3 separate regions of the Mus musculus genome follow, and all the other regions are linked to region 1. Evidence: chromatin contacts called from public ChIA-PET and promoter capture Hi-C data. All regions are on one chromosome and are shown on one strand. The core of a region is the stretch at or near the end of the contact, and the rest is flanking DNA. Distances in the headings are between cores, read along the strand shown. Region 1 holds the start of Tfam (transcription factor A, mitochondrial). Region 2 overlaps Bicc1 (BicC family RNA binding protein 1). Region 3 overlaps Ipmk (inositol polyphosphate multikinase).

Region 1 (2,570 bases), core at 30-2,529:
CCTCAGCTTCCCAAGTTCTGGAACTAGAGGCTTAAGACACCATGCCTGCTCTATGTGAGGATCCTGGCTTATGGGGGGGATCTAAGCCAACGGCTTTCTGTGCATCCTGGCAGGCATCCCTACCAGTTAAGCCACATTCCCAGACCTTAAGCAACATATTTTAACAGATTGAAGCCCTTGACCATTTTTAGATCTTCCTAATCTTTTCCATGCCATTGAATTAAAAAAAAAAAAAAAACCAACCAAACAAACAAAAATTGAGTTTTTTGTAGGACACAAACTGTACACTACCTCAAGTCCATCCTGGTCCCACAATTTCAGTGGTTTGGCTGGCTAAGCTCATCTAGTCCACGTGATCTGCAAAGTGGGAAACAATATTCAGGGCTCTGGCATGCCCTGCTCAGGTATTAATATAAGAATATTTTTGCTATCGCTTCTCAGCCTTTTGGAGAAGATCAAGTGAAGAATATTCTTGCTTTGTTGCTATTATGAGGGCTAGTTGTTTGGGTTTTTGTTTTGAGGCAGGGTCTCATGTAGTTTTGAACTTGCTATGTAGCAGGGGATGAATTTGAATGCCTGCCTCCGCCTCCCAAGGGCTGGGATTACAGGCCTGCACCATCAAGCTGGGTTCAGTTTATTAATTTTTTTTTCGTGACACATTTCCTTTTGTGTACATGTTTGTGTGTGTGTGTATGTCAAAGTCAGAGGGCAACTTGTTTGAGTTGGTTCTCTCTTTTAATCATGTAGGTCTTGGGGATAGAACTCAGCTTGCCAGGCTCTGGGCCATCTTGGGAACCCTCATTCCTTTCTATTAATTGTTAAAGAGAAGATAAATAAGGCGATCCATTTCAAGACCACTCCTCCCTCTCTTCCACCCCTCCAGTAGCCTTGTGGGCTTTCCTGCGGACTCATGAAACATGCAGTTTGCTGTTGGGGCATCAGCAGTACCACGGATCTCTAACTTCAGTAGCCAGGCACTGTGACACAAGCCGCAGCACCAGCGTCACGAAGCTCAGTAGGCAGCCCAGGCCCATGGTCCAGCAACAGCACGCAGGCAGCCCAGGAGAACACATGGCAGGGGCCTGGGGGTAAGCCGCCGCTCAGCAACACCCACCTTAGACCAGGCCCACCCTCCCTAGCCTCAGGCTCCGCCCCCTCCTCGGCCCGGCCCCGCCCACTGAGCGGTGGGGGACGCACAGCACCTCCTGTCCTCCCCGCCTCCTGCCGCGGACCGGAAGTCCGGGCTTCCCACAGTACCCCGCGCGCGGCGGGCATGATAACAAGCCCCCGGAGTTCCCACGCTGGTAGTGTGGCAGTCCATAGGCACCGTATTGCGTGAGACGAACCGGACGGCGCCGGGCCATCATTCGTCGGCCCGAGCGATGGCGCTGTTCCGGGGAATGTGGAGCGTGCTAAAAGCACTGGGGCGCACGGGGGTCGAGATGTGCGCGGGCTGCGGGGGTCGCATCCCCTCGTCTATCAGGTAGGCCGCGGGCGAGGGACGCCGTTCGTTCAGGCGTCCGTCTGCCCTCGTCCCACCCTCGTCCTCCGGGCCGCCTGGGGTCTCGCGCCTTTTGGTACCCGACCCCACTTCCTGTCACCTTCTACCTTTCGGCGCCTAGGGCGCTCTCCTTCTGCCTTGGAGGCGGGCCCTGAAGTTGTGGCGCGGAACGCTCGCCCGGACGCTGCCAGGAGGTCACCCAGGATGCCACGACTTGTTTTAGCCCTGCAGGCCCCTCTTTGGTTTGGCTAGGTCACCCATGATGCTAGGACTTGCTTCACCCCTCTTTGGTTTGGCTAGGTCACCCAAACCTGCCCTGTTTGCAAGCCTCAGCCCTGCAACCTCTTTTATTTTTTTGCTTAGGGTAGGTTGTTAAAGTAAGTCGGTTATGGAGCTTATACAGCTGAAGCCCCTTGCGTTTAATTGAATTCTTAGCACAGCAGAGGGAAGGGAAATGCACTCAAAGGTTATTACGATTATATATTTTTTTGGTTGATTGGTTGACTTTTTTTTTTTTTTTAATTTAAAAGATTGGGTCTCTCTGCATAGCCCTGGCTGTCCTAGAACTCCTTTTGTAGACTAGGCTGTCATTGACTTAACAGAGATCCACCTGCTCTGCCACTAGAATGTTGGGATTAAAGGCCTGTGCCACAACTGCTGGGCTAGTTATTAGCATTTTAGGTGGAGGTGTTGGATGTACAGCACCTTGGCTGACTTTGTACTTAGAATCTGAGATCTGTGTATGACTGTTACACGTATCTGACATTCCGTTCTTTTTACTTGTGTGTAGTCTTGTCTGTATTCCGAAGTGTTTTTCCAGCATGGGTAGCTATCCAAAGAAACCTATGAGTTCATACCTTCGATTTTCCACAGAACAGCTACCCAAATTTAAAGCTAAACACCCAGGTAAGGAGTTTGGGGCTTATGATCTTCTCTGATATGATTTTTTTTTTAATTGCAATCTTTGATTTGCATTACCAGAGCATCTAGTACAGTCATTTTCTTTGGTAGTCTGTATAAGTTTTTTTTTAACTAATAGAAGTTCTTTAAATATAAATGAGAAAAATAG
Region 2 (2,570 bases), core at 31-2,530, 180 kb after region 1:
TCTGTACTTGTGTGTGTGTGTGTGTGTGTGTGTGTGTGTGTCTGTGTGTGTATGTGTCTGTGTGTGTATGTGGGTGTCTATGTGTGGGTGTGTGCACACAAATGCAGGTGCCTGCAGAGGCCAGAAGAAGGCACCAGATCCATTTGAACTGGAGTTACAGATCATTGTGAGCCACCTGACCTGGGTGCTGGGGACCAAACTTGAGGGCTTCTGTGAGATCCATCTCCACTTTTAACTGCTGAGCCATCTCTCCAGACCACACAGTTATTTTTAGATGTCAACTCTTTTTTTCTCTCTCGATTTTTAAGATTAATTTTTAAAGTGGATGTACAAAGAGATGGGTTTGGTTGTGATGTCTTCATATATGTGTGTATGTATGGACAAATGTATGTCAGTATAGCAGGCCCTCCTCCAGCCCCTGCTGCTTTTTTGCTGTCCCATCTCCCGCTTCTCTTTGTTAGTTCTTCCCTTCTGCTTCTTTGTGATATATCGAGGTCATTACCTTTCTCTCACTTCCTCCCTCTCACTTTAGATTTCATCTTCCCTCTCGTTATGCCCCTTCTATGTTCACGTCAAAAGCATGTGTATTTAAATTTAAGTGCAAGGAAGCATGCACCGTAAGGAAACAGATGGATCTGGAGATGATTATATTAAGTAGAATAAATGTCAATTCCTCACAGTGAGAATTCTCCAAGTATCATTAGGGTTTGTATTCTGAAGAGTGTCACTGTGGTGTTTGGACCGAAAGTTCACTCTCCTCTCTGCCACCCCCACCCTCATGCTCTTGGCTGCAGCCACTGCACCTCTGTCCACAGACGGGAGGCTAACAGCAAGCTTTCTTCTCCAGGAGGGAAGGGCACACACTTCGAACCTCGGCCGTTCCATTGGCAGGTGTTTATTTTTCCAGGATGACTGAACGTGCTTTCAGAAATTGCCAGGGGTTGCTAGGCAGACTTCAACAAACACAGAGGCCATCGCTGGCCTGCTGCCTGGCAGGTTTCTCAAGCCAAGTGGTTTTGTGACCCTGGCTTGAGAAGGCAGCGTGCCCTCTTTCTGTTTGAACCTGGAACCCCGTGATGCCTTTTGCCAGCTCTCCGGTGGGCATTCTGAGGCAGTTGTGAAGTTGAGGTTAGTTCCCCCAGGGGACCAGCTGACTGACTTTAAAGGAAGGGCATACTGTCATTGTTCAGGATTTCGGGCCGGTTCCCTTGGCCCTCTCAAAGGTGACGAGAAACTGTCTAGAGTAAACCTGTCTCTGAGTCAGCACTGGCTCTGTTCCCGTGTGCTGCCCTCCAGGGATCAGTGGCCTGTCCTGCTGAGCATTCCCTCAGTCTGTCTTCCTCTCTTGCCTGGCAAGGGGAAGAAGTCGTTAGACACCCCTGTGCAGACAGTGTTTACTGCAGTGAGCTTTCTCCATTAATTCAGAGCAATGCTTGAGATACTGGAGTAACACAGGGTTTTTTTTTTTTTTTTTTTTTTTTCTGGACTAGCGATTAGATGTAAGAATGGTGTATCTACAAGTCTGCCCGTTGTAGACTTTGACTGTCTGTGGGTCTGTCTGTTTTGGCTTCACTGCCACCAGAGCAACTTCTCTTGAGGATGGCACCACGCCATTTATTAACAAATACACACTATTCCTGAAGGCTGGCTGTTTAAAAGACAGCACCTTAAATGTGTTAGTCCCGCAGAGCGCAGCTTGCTGATAGACAGAATCTGCTGCCCACTCTCTCCAGGAGGCAACAAGAGTGTGACAGAGAAGGTCACCCTGATCTGTAAGAGGCGGGCAGGCCTACTACTCTCTGCATGCACGAGCTGGTGAACTCATTGCTCAGGTGTGGAGGCTGGAGGGAGTCCTTGGGCATGTTGGGCTCTATCTTTTGTAAACTTATCCCCAACCAGGACCTGGAGCTAGCCTGACAGCCAGAAAGCCCCTTACCTTCTAGTTTGTGCTACCCCACAGTGCTGGGTTATAGATGTGCATAGCCCTTTTCTTTTGCCTCCCTCCCTTCCTCCCTCCCTCCCTCTGCCCCTCTTTCCGCTCTGATCTAAAGGCCATCTACGCAGCCCCAGGCATACCCTTCATCTGGGTTGAGATTCTCCACAGTACAGCCTCAGAATTTTCTCTTTCCTGTTTCCTCCTGAGGAACGACTCTCGAAGCTCCTAGTGCGAAGGGCCTGTAGGGTTTCACAGCTGATGTTCCTTATCAGGGTCGTCACCATAGACACGAGGCTAGGACAAGAGCAGCAAAGATAGATTAGCTCTGTATGATCTTAGCATCCCTCACTCTTTTTATTTAGTCTCGTGTGTCTGGAACATTCTGATGGAGAACAGCACACAAGCTAGGCATGTTTCCCGAATGGAACTTCCCAGCAAGCGTGACAGAAGCAGTAGGGGGTAGGGGTGGAGGTGGGGTGGGGATTCCCATACAAGTGACGTGTGACATGTGGTGCTGAGCTTGGGTGGTACACTCCTGGGTTGGTTTGCTTGTAGACCTGGCTGTCCTGGAACTTGCTCTATAGACCAGGCTGGCTTTGAACTTGGATCTTACCCATCTTTGTCACTAGGCTGC
Region 3 (2,570 bases), core at 32-2,531, 130 kb before region 1:
GACCAAGTCATTTCATCAACAAGTAGGGCCCAAACACAGACACAGTTTTTTTTTTTTTTTTTTTTTTTTTTTTGGTTTTTCGAGACAGGGTTTCTCTGTGTAGCCCTGGCTGTCCTGGAACTCACTTTGTAGACCAGGCTGGCCTCGAACTCAGAAATCCGCCTGCCTCTGCCTCCCGAGTGCCGAGCGTGGTGGCGCACGCCTTTAATCCCAAACACAGTTTTCCTTGTGTTTAGTTCCACTGGCCACATGTGTGCTTCTTTTACTCACTGGTTCTCATGTCTGTGATTGGAATTACATCACTGTTAGGTCGCTAGCCTTCAACATGAAAATGAGATGAGGTCTTCTGAGGATTGAGCAGGTGTTTCCTTTCTATTCCCTGGCTTCTGTTATACTCGTGCGCACGCACTCTGGTGTTTGGATGCGGCATCTTACTAGGATGGCCTTGAACTCACTGTCCTCCCCACTTCAGCCTTCCAAGTGCCAGGATTACAGGGTGAAACACCACGCAGCTAAGATTCTCATTTGTAGTTTCCCTTCTAAGTTGCAATCACTAAACGTCAAAACCTGCTTTACGGATGTAGAGTTCCAAGCCTCTATCTTAGCACCCAGGAGGCTGAGGCAGGAGGACTTCGGACTAAAGACCAATCTGGGCAACATGGTTATCAGGCCAGTCTGGGGTACATACACATCAAGAGCTTGTCCCAACACACACAAAAGAAAAGAAACACACGTGTACTCAGGAGAGAACTAGGCCTGGGTGTGGAGGGCTTAACAGAAGCCTTTGGAAGAGAGAAATAAGAAAGTGGGACACAAAGCCGGGCGTGGTGGCGCACGCCTTTAATCCCAGCACTCGGGAGGCAGAGGCAGGAGAATTTCTGAGCTCGAGGCCAGCCTGGTCTACAGAGTGAGTTCCAGGACAGCCAGGGCTACACAGAGAAACGCTGATTGGAAAAAAAAAAAAAAACAAATCAAATCAAATCAAATAAAAAGAAAGTGGGACACAGCCTGAGCACCAGTCTGTTACAGACTGACAGCTGTCATGTCTACAAGCCTGAACACGGATTCACTCTGAAGACCGTGACTAGCAGATTCTCTCAGTGATTTCAGTAGACTAAAGCTCAAGTCAAGGTAGCTCAGTCTTGAGACTCAGTTATGTAAAGATCACAGGCATTTCGCTACAGGACAATCTCCTGAAGTAACTCCAGACCAGTGACAAAAGATGTCTTCCCAGCCAGGCCCTCTGGGTCCAGAGTGGAGCAGTGTTTTTTCCTGTGTGTGATGCAACCATCAATGAACTGTGGACTGAATGGAAGGAGGAAGAGACTCCTGGTATATAGGAAGTACTGCTGTGGGCTGGTCTCCAGCCGAGACAGCCTGAGGTGTGGCATGGTGTAACTCATTTCCAGTGCTACCCACAGACCTCAGAAACGTTCCTGTTAAACAGGAACCCAACTCCCAATCAGAGCCATTGAAATGGGCAAACATCTGACAGACAGCTGCTTGTGACTTCTCTGTCTGGATCTGCACATGGCACAACATGTGAAAAGGAAGCGATCCTCTTGGTGGGCTAGGGGCATGTGCAGAAACATTCCTAAGTTCCAGTCTAGTTGCTAGTTCTGGTCCCAGCATGGCTCAGCTACAAACCCCTGACTTTTGTAAGATATCCCTATAACCTTATAATAAAATGTCCTTCTTGTTTAATTGTGTTTGTACAACTTATACCTACAAAATCTTAAACAAAATAATAGCACAAAGCAATTTTTACAAGCACAGCAAACTAAGTTCAAATGTCAACTCCAGCATGTTAGCTTGTGCCATCCTAGCAAGCCCTATACTTCAGTGGCATATACAGATCGGAGTAGTGGGCCTCAGCCTTCCTAACGCTGCGACCCTTTAATACTGTTCCTTATGTCATGCTGACCCCCAACCATAAAATTAATTTCATTGCTACTTCATAACTGTAATTTTGTTATTGTTATGAATCAAAATGTAAATATCTGTATTTTCTAATGGTCTTAGGTGACCCCTGTGAAAGGGTCATGTGACCCTCCCCAAACCCCAAAGGGATGGTGACCCACAGGTTGAGAACCGCTGAATCAGGGGCCCACCATGAAACAGAGGCATCATGGTCCACAGTGTTCAGGCTGTGTCAGTACAGCTCTGAGAGCACCTTACAAGACAAGGCACTGCTCTGAGGCACACGGGCAACAGCATGAGAGCCTTGCCTTCCAGAGCTGCTCATGAGGAACAGAAGTGACATTTTATTCAGCACAGAGCCTGGTGTCACTGAGCACGGGGATCGGCCTGGTTAAATACATTAACTATTACGTGAGCATGACAGACAGGTATTTAAACCCATGCGTGCAAGGTGAATTCCAACATCCAGAACGAAGACAAATACAGGCGGAGCCCCTGGAGCAAGCCCTGCCCCTTCCCAGTAAAACAAAAAACACAGCAAAACAAAAACAACCACAAAATAAAAGGGCACTATCACAACTCAGGCAGGCACTTGATAAGAGAGACTCTCCACCCTGTAGCTAATCCTGTGCCCACAGTTAAACATTAAC

Evidence for each region. Promoter capture Hi-C pulls out the DNA fragments that hold promoters and counts their contacts. ChIA-PET counts read pairs in DNA pulled down with a chosen protein or histone mark.
Region 2: a promoter capture Hi-C map of liver shows a contact between it and region 1. The contact joins the enhancer-like site here to the promoter of Tfam in region 1. A contact is called at or near these places in 2 of 39 promoter capture datasets (3T3-L1-derived adipocytes and liver), 1 of 484 Hi-C or Micro-C datasets (liver), 2 of 115 datasets of contacts at active chromatin or transcription factors (embryonic stem cells and fibro-adipogenic progenitors) and 2 of 9 other capture datasets (adipose tissue and pancreatic islet).
Region 3: a contact with region 1 is called in an RNA polymerase II ChIA-PET map of memory CD8 T cells, with 31 read pairs. The contact joins the enhancer-like site here to the promoter of Tfam in region 1. A contact is called at or near these places in 4 of 39 promoter capture datasets (the C10 cell line, liver and pre-B cells), 4 of 484 Hi-C or Micro-C datasets (B cells, CD4 T cells and double positive thymocytes), 2 of 115 datasets of contacts at active chromatin or transcription factors (double positive thymocytes and memory CD8 T cells) and 3 of 9 other capture datasets (adipose tissue, liver and pancreatic islet).

The regions. Positions count from the first base shown.
Region 1 is chr10:71,236,753-71,239,322 of GRCm38.p6, reverse strand. Tfam (transcription factor A, mitochondrial) reads left to right here and starts at 1,279. Exons shown (of 7, transcript NM_009360.4): 1 at 1,279-1,483; 2 at 2,292-2,407. The coding sequence starts at 1,383.
Region 2 is chr10:71,057,436-71,060,005 of GRCm38.p6, reverse strand. All of the region lies in intron 2 of Bicc1 (BicC family RNA binding protein 1), which reads left to right. Among named protein-coding and RNA genes, the nearest start is that of Bicc1, 100 kb to the left of the region's middle. Within about 2 kb of position 1,280, at least 80 of the 459 cell types and tissues checked have an H3K27ac peak or open chromatin away from gene starts, as enhancers often do. A contact at or near this core is called in adipose tissue, fibro-adipogenic progenitors, liver and 1 more, where this site is marked.
Region 3 is chr10:71,368,437-71,371,006 of GRCm38.p6, reverse strand. The region is part of intron 3 of Ipmk (inositol polyphosphate multikinase); the gene reads right to left. Among named protein-coding and RNA genes, the nearest start is that of Ipmk, 22 kb to the right of the region's middle. Within about 2 kb of position 1,281, at least 64 of the 459 cell types and tissues checked have an H3K27ac peak or open chromatin away from gene starts, as enhancers often do. A contact at or near this core is called in liver, memory CD8 T cells, pancreatic islet and 1 more, where this site is marked.